Regions from separate parts of the Mus musculus genome. Here region 2 is linked to region 1. The links are chromatin contacts, called in public HiChIP or PLAC-seq maps. All regions are on one chromosome and are shown on one strand. Each heading gives the region's core, a stretch centred on a gene start, on an enhancer-like site or on the middle of the called end of the contact. The rest is flanking DNA. Distances are from core to core; before and after follow the strand shown. Region 1 has its middle 22 kb from the start of Gm51620. Region 2 holds the start of Creg2 (cellular repressor of E1A-stimulated genes 2).

What was found. HiChIP or PLAC-seq counts read pairs in DNA pulled down with a chosen protein or histone mark.
Region 2: a contact with region 1 is called in an H3K27ac HiChIP or PLAC-seq map of embryonic stem cells, with 14 read pairs. The contact joins the promoter of Creg2 here to the enhancer-like site in region 1. A contact is called at or near these places in 7 of 39 promoter capture datasets (the 3T3-L1 cell line, cranial neural crest, frontonasal cranial neural crest and 4 more), 2 of 15 datasets of contacts at CTCF or cohesin (CD8 T cells and stem cell-derived epiblast-like cells), 50 of 484 Hi-C or Micro-C datasets (the AtT-20 cell line, the C2C12 cell line, ECoMG-derived neutrophils and 30 more), 11 of 115 datasets of contacts at active chromatin or transcription factors (astrocytes, bone marrow-derived dendritic cells, bone marrow-derived macrophages and 5 more) and 4 of 9 other capture datasets (adipose tissue, embryonic stem cells, liver and 1 more).

What each region holds. Positions count from the first base shown.
Region 1 is chr1:39,611,867-39,615,891 of GRCm38.p6, reverse strand. No RefSeq gene overlaps it. Among named protein-coding and RNA genes, the nearest start is that of Gm51620, 22 kb to the right of the region's middle. Within about 2 kb of position 1,646, at least 89 of the 459 cell types and tissues checked have an H3K27ac peak or open chromatin away from gene starts, as enhancers often do. A contact at or near this core is called in ECoMG-derived neutrophils, the HPC-5 cell line, adipose tissue and 10 more, where this site is marked.
Region 2 is chr1:39,649,001-39,652,521 of GRCm38.p6, reverse strand. Creg2 (cellular repressor of E1A-stimulated genes 2) reads left to right here and starts at 1,340. Exons shown (of 4, transcript NM_170597.4): 1 at 1,340-2,016. The coding sequence starts at 1,582. D930019O06Rik (a long non-coding RNA gene) reads right to left here and starts at 1,054. Exons shown (of 2, transcript XR_001778897.2): 1 at 253-1,054.

The DNA of each region.
Region 1 (4,025 bases), core at 397-2,896:
TTGATAGAGGTGGCCTACGAGGTCATTGCTGCCCCTCACTCCTGTCTGGCTCTCTGCTTTCCATCACAGCTGCACAAACGTAACCAAGCAGAGGAGAGATCAGAGAGAGAGACTAGTTTCAATGGATGGGATACGGTGACAGAAATAACCGGGCATGCAACAGCCATTTTTTTTTTTTTTTTTTTTTTTTTTTTTTTTTTTTGGTCATTGGTGTTAGTTACCCTGACTCTACAAGCCGGGAACACCATTTAGCTTCTTGCTTCTTGTTTGTGCTTCGCTCCTCCTCCTGCTCCTCCTGCTCCTCCTCCTCCTCCTCCTCTCAGCTCACTGGGACACCAACACTGGTCTGTAGTGTCTTCCCCCATACTAGAACTTAAAATTGGTTTGGAGACAGAATTGACTTCATTTCATTGCTTCACCAACTTTCAAGCACGAGGGGTTCGTTTCTACCTCAGTTTCTCCCCACTAGAACGAGATTATCCCCAAGCCTGCTTGGCTCACCGTAGGGGGGCTATAGTGCTGGCTGTGCCTCGACGTCCCTCGTTTTTTCACATCCCACAGAAGCCCTTTGTCTACTGTCGGATCCCCCTGGCAAGAACCGAGGTATCTGAGGATGAATGGTTTCACTTCTTGCTCTGATCGTCCTTACCTGCTCCATGTCTCACGGTGGTTTCTTCATCTCCTGGACATTTCTAGATAAGCGGTGGGACCTTTGGGAGTTTCTAACAAACTTACAGTTTCCAAACTTGGGAATTTTGTAGGAGGCAAAGATTTAGTGCGCCCCCTGGTGACTGAGCAGTGGAACTTTATTTACAGTCGCTTGTCCTTGAAGCAAACATTAAACCCCATCTTGACTCAACTTCTTTCCTTCCCCCATGCTTTGGGGAAGTCCAATAAGGATGGAGGTGGGTCTTACTCCTCCGCTCCTGGGGTTGCCCTCCTCTCTTACTTCTTCAATATCCTCAGCGCAGCTACTGAAGCCCCCGCCAGGGTCCAGGATCCAGATACAGGCTGTAGGAACAGCTACTTGTAAAAGATGAGGAGGGCAGAACAGAGAAGCCTTTCCCAAGTGTGCTTACTCAGGCCTTGTGTGAGCCGGAGGCTAGAGTTAGATCAGTTGGCTGATTGTTAGAATCGCTCCAGGCTAGAGAACATTGGAGACCAGACCCTACAGAAGCAGGTTTTCCTTTAATCAGAACAGCCAAGGGCAGAAGCCACTCCTGGGGAATGTGCTTAGGAGTGGGGGTGGGGGGTGGGGCGGGTTGGAGTTTTATAGGGCAGAAAAGGGAACTTCTGTAGTGGGAGATTACATCTGCTTCCTTCCCCTGCAGTCTTCAAGCTTGTAAATGCTCTTCTTATCAAGAGCTCACTGGGTCCTAACTTCCTGCAGAAGATGCTGCCTTTGTGTTAACCTACCTGTCCTGGAGTTGCTCAGCTCGCCCGCCCGAGGCTTTTGGGTTGTTTGGCCTTGAGCCGTATCAGCACCAGATGTTTTCAGACACCTAGAGAGGCTACGCAGCTTGCACCGGCTCCCGAAAGTACCGGCCCCAGACACATCTATTTCCAACAGTGTGGACTTTTCTCTGTAGCCATTGCCACGGGGGTCAGAGCATTTCTCTCGAGGGCCTAGCAGAGAGACCGCAGTGACTGCCACAAACAGGCAAGGCCAGTGCGCGCAAGGCCAGCGCACTGGCCACACTTCCCTTCAGTAAGGCAAAAGGGAGTTTTTCTCCATTTTTCTGAGAAACCAGGAGAAAAGGTTAATGCTCAAATTTCCCAAACCTGTTTCAGTTGTGATTCTTAACTTCCTTCTGCCTCTGCCAAGGGGCTCACACTCACACAAAGAAACCAGAGGTAACCTAATCTCATCCTCTTGGTCCATCCTCCTGTCGCAGCCTTCCAAGAGGAATAGCGTGAGCCCGCAAAGCCCCTTCTTGTTTCTATTTTCTTCATCATTTTACTGTCTATAAAGTAAGCCTTCAGTACTTGGTTCCAGGAAAACTTACTGCATCTGATAGAACTAAGAGCCATCGGATTCCAGAAACACAAATGAGGCAGTCAAGATCTTTAAACTAAAAGTAACATCATCTAGATCTTTTTATTTTAGAATTTATTTTGAAGTTGTGTGTGTGTGTGTGTCTAAATGTAGTGTTGTACATGTGAGTGCAGCACCCACAGAGGCCAGAATCGGGCACCAGATCCCCTGGAGCTGGAATTACAAGCAGTTGTGAACTGCCCCCAAAGGCTGCTAGGACCAGAATTCCATCTGCTGCAGAGTCCTGTGGGCCCTTAACCTCTGCACCGTCTCTCCAAGCCCTCTAGATTTAGATCTATCTTGTGCAAAAGTCATCTTTCCATAAATACTTGGAAAAGATCATGTATTTATCTTGAATGTTTCGTGGGGTTTGTTTGTCTTGGGACATATTAATCATTGTTACTGCTTGTCCTATAGTGTCCTATATTCTGCAAGTATATTCTGGTGGATATCGCTTATAAAGAATATCTCTGTCCAGATGCTTTTATTGAAAAAGTAATAATTACCTCAGAGTAAGAGTCTTATGAATCAGGCCAGGATATAAGCAACAGACAGCGCCAGCTGTGAGAGAAACTGAAAACTGTAAGCCCCTCAAGGTCACTGTGCAGCTGTCCAAGGTCAGACAAAAGCCCTATGGAGCCTTTTAGGCTTTCTGGAGTGGGTGGGAGAGAGACTTTCTCCTCACATCCTAACACATCAGAAACTTTTGAACCAGCTTGGCAAGAAAGGCTTCACCTATGCCTGGGGGGTTCTGAGTCTTTGATCGGAAGTTTTCCCACACAGGTGCAGCTCCATCGCAATACTAACAGCCACCCTGCTTCCCAGTCCCAGGCACAGCCCTGCATCTAACCTGTAGGTTAGACTCTCACAGGAGGCCTCTTTACCTTAAGGCAGTGGTTCTCAGCCTTCCTCAAGGGGCTCGAGACCCCTTTGGCAAACCTCTATTTCCAAAAATATTAATATTACAATTCATAAAGGTAGCAAAATTACTGTTAGGAAGTAGAAATGGAATAATGTTATGCTCGAGGAGTCACTACGACACAGGGGTCACGGCATTTGGAAAGTTGAGAGCCACTGCCTTTAGGGCATCGAACCTAACTTGGTTTAATTTTTACCCATAAGCCTCTTTTCCCCAAGGAACATCCTAACCTGTTTCTGGTAGCCTGCCCAGTAGTTCCACTGATCCATGCTCTCCTGATTTAAAGTGCCCTGTGGCATTTTACTAAGTCAACACAGTGACCCCCACAAGTCCAATATCATAGTCAGGGCAAATCCACCCTGCTCCCTAGTCCCCAGAGGAGTTAAGGAGCCACACAGCTGTGATGAGCACACCCACGGATCTTAAAGAGCAGAGTGAATGGCTGGGCAGTGGTGCCTTTAATCCCAGCAATGGGGAAGCAGAGCAGGTGGATCTCTCTGAGTTTAAGACAAGCCTGGGCTACATAGTGAGACCCTGTCTTAAGAGGAAAAGATGGAGGAGGAGGAAGAGGAGGAGGAGGAGGAGAGGAGGGGGAAGTCTAGAAGAGGTGTTTACCTAAATTCAAAACAGACAAATGGAACAAAGTCTTTATTTCCCAACAGGGAATGCAGTCAAGTGACCCAGAATCCAGACTGGGTGGTCTATTCCTCCTCAGGAGACCGTGACAACTAAATGCCACCATGTCACCGTGTCACCATGTCACCGATGGAGCTAACATTCCTGGCACTCTTGCATGCTCACGAGACATTCTTTAGTGAGGTAATATGTTGATTTAATTGCAACCATCTAAAGTTTGGGGATGCCCCACAATGACAAGTACCAACTTCTCTGCTTAGGTAATAGACTGGGTTTCATTGCTTTAGTTATCTGCTGCTCTGATACAGATTACTTATGCACACAGCCCAAATTAGTTACTTAAAACAACACACATAAGCCACGCATGGTAGTATATGCCTGTAGTCCTAGCTTTCAGGAGGCCGAGGCAGGAGGATGGCAAATTGAGGCAAGTAT
Region 2 (3,521 bases), core at 91-2,590, 37 kb before region 1:
ATTTTGTAGAGGCAACAGTGACATGCCACTATCCCACAATCAGAACATGATAGGACAAGATCTGGATTATTTTTAATTTGTATTTCAGGGAGGAGGAGTTGTTGGTTTTTATGGTGGATCTTGAGGTGGTGTCTCATGTAGTCTAGGCTGGTCTCAAATTTGCTTACCTAGCTAAGTCTGACCTTGAACTCCTGAATCTCCTGCCTCCACCTGTCGAGTGCTAGGATAGATAACAGGTGTGTGCCATCATACCTGGCTGCAGTGTGTAGTATTTCCATGACTCCCCATTGTGCCTCTCAAGACCATGGAACACATCTTTCCCCTAAACAGGGGATAAGAGGGTCTGTGAAGCTGGGGAGAGAGCAGCAGCCGATAACAGCAGAAGCCATGAGAGTAAACAAGATGTCTTGGGGAGAAACTGAAGACACCATCAATGTTTCAAAGCAGACGGAGAGCAGAGAAGGGGTTGTGGGGTGGGGGGTGGGGAGGGGAGAGAGAGAGAAAGAGCAGCCAGGGGCATCCAGGGAGAGACAAGAAGTTCCCATGCAAAGAGAAAGAGACCAGCTGTGTTCACAGCTGACATCCAGGCATCCAGGAAGAGTCACAGGAGTTTCACAGCAGGGCACAGTGAAGACATGTAGGAAAAACTCAAATCCCATTTCAAGATACTTTCTTATAGAACCAGTTAGTGCAGGACTCTTGCATTTTAGGAATATAAGCGATAGAAAATATTCCATGGTGGGACAAAGACTGGATATCATAAGAACAGGTAAGAAATTATAATTACTTTGAAGTTATTTTGATATCTATTAAACTTCTTACTGGAACAAGATGGTTTTTAAAATACGCTATTAAGCCGGGCAGAGGTGGCACACGCCTTTAATCCCAGCATTTGGGAGGCAGAGGCAGGCAGATTTCTGAGTTCGAGGCTAGCCTGGTCTACAGAGTGAGTTCCAGGACAGCCAGGGATATACAGAGAAACCCCGTCTCGAAAAAAAACAAAAACAAAAACAAAAAAACAAAAAAAAAAAACAAAAAACAAAAAACAAAACAAAACACCCAACAACAATAAAGTTCTATTAGTCTGTGTCGCTAACCGCAGGACACTGCTGACTGGGTGAGTGATGGAAGATGTGGGTGTATTGTGGTTCCCGGTTCTGCGGAGGTGATGGGGTGCAATAACTGAGCCTGGTGATGCCCTTCTTGTTGGCTCAGAGAAGTTAATCAGCTTGGTAGAGTCGCACAGCTGACGAGCGGAGGAGTGCATTGAGCCTGAGCTGTGAACGCCCACCCTCTGGCTGCAAAACGCTTGCCATCCTGCGGAAAACCAAGACACGCGTGGACTCTGCGCCCAGCAGCGGCGGTGGACGCAGGGGACTCTGGTCGTGCAGCAGACTTCGCTTCTTACGGGAGTGTAAGGCAATAGGGAACCCCGGCCCCCGGACTGATTGGAGACCCTCAACCCGGGAATCCTATCACGAGGAGAAGGGTTCCGACGCACGCTCCGCCGCAGGGGGGCGCCCCTGGCTGGCCGCTGCTTGGTCAGTGGTCCCCGCCACAGGGCGCGTCGCCTCCAAGAAGATGTCGCTGTCCGGCAGGGAGCGTCCTGCTTGGCCAGGGAGTCGCCTGTCCTGGTTGCTATGCTGCAGCGCCCTGTTGTCCCCAGCCGCCGGCTACGTGATCGTGAGCTCCGTGTCCTGGGCTGTCACCAACGAGGTAGATGAGGAGCTGGACAGTGCATCCACTGAGGAGGCGCTGCCCGCGCTGCTGGAGGACTCGAGTAGCATCTGGCAGCAGAGCTTTCCGGCCTCGGCGCACAAGGAGGACACGCACCTGCGACCTCGGGGCTCCGCCCGCGCCAGGCCCGCACCGGCCGCGCGTGGCATGTTCTCCTACCGGCGGGAGAGCGGCTCATCTGAGGCATCCCCTGGCCCCAGGGTGCATGCCGGCACCGCCCGCTCCCTAGCCCACGCTAGCTCCTGGGGCTGTCTGGCCACTGTGTCCACCCACGAAAAGGTAAGCCAGAGGTCGGGACGCGGGGGCGGTGCGCGTCTCCCTTCCAGGACGCAGGGCGACTCCGGTTTCACAGGTTCATAGGCTGTGAATGCCCTGTGAATAACGGAACCAGCGTGTGCATGGGTCGGTCCATCTGGCCAAGTGCATGTGAGTGGGGAGGAAGGAGAAGCTGGGAAACAGTCTCGTGGTTAGTGATTGAATCCCTGTGTACTAAAATGGCCAAAGAGATGATCAGATAAACAGTGACAAGCTGGAAACCTGGAACGTAGGCAGGATCGCTTTTGGAATCACAGATGAGGCGCATCCAGCTCCCAGCTCCCTGCAGGCTCCGACAGTCCTGCAGACAGACTCTGGCACCGCCTCCCACACCAAGTGGGTGTGGAAGAGGAACGCCATCCACACTCCGGTAGACATTTACACTTTAAAAAAAAATGGAACTCAGGTTTTTTAGAAAGAGGGCTTAAGCAAAAGGTAACAGCTGGAGGAGCTGTTTCAGCTGCAGTTCGTCTCTTTCGATCCACAAAACTGTATTCACATTTTATCCTGCTTCCTTCCACCCAGAATGGCATGGAGAGGGGCCGAGGCTCTGTATTCCCTAAGAATAGCCTCCAGAAAGCTTCTAGTCCTGTCTGGTAAACAGAGCTGTGGGCCCAGCCCCTGTTGAATCTGTGCAGGGAAGGGCTTTGTTATGTATCCCGCGGTGTGGGAGTCTGGTTCTTGCCACAGCTCTGGGTCTCACTAACCCCAGCTTGGCCAAAACATCTACAAAACTAAGAAATTCGGTGGGCAGAGCTTGAAAGTTCTTTCTTCTTCTTCTTCAAAAATTATCTAATGACAACTTTATCCTAATAATGGCAATGATCTTGTTCTCTTTCTACATCTGAGTCTAAGCCAGTTCTGTATTCCCAGGGTTCAAAGACTTTTTACACGTTTAACATATACCTTAGAGAATACAGACTTTAAGTATGAAGCTAATCTCTAGGTTTACAACAAATCAGTTCAGACAATTAGAAATCTACTGCCTGACGCTAGGGAAGAGGCTCGGCTGTAGAATGATTGAGAGTCTGTGTTATTCAACCTCCAGAACCCGAGTTCTTTTGTTTGCTTGTTTGTTTTCTTTTATAAAGCGCCAAGCAGGGTGGTGTTAATTTATGGTCACAGTGCTGAGTCTGCTGAAACAGGTGGATCTTTAGGGTTTGCTGGCAAGCTAACCTAGCCTACTTCGGGAGTCCCAGGCCAGTGACAGACTCTTTCTTTAAAAAAAAAAAAAACCAAACAACAGTCCTGGACCATGAGGAAAGACATGGGGAGGCCAGGAGGTGGACCTCTGACCGCCATGAATACACACTATGCAGAAGTACCACACACTTAGGCACACACAAAACGAAGAAGCCGGGTGCCAGTCAGCCTGGGTGGCCCATGCTAACACAGCTAAGGCAGGAGAATTGTGAGTTCAGAGCCAACTCTAGATACATGTCCCGGCCCTGCCTCACAGAAACATGTAC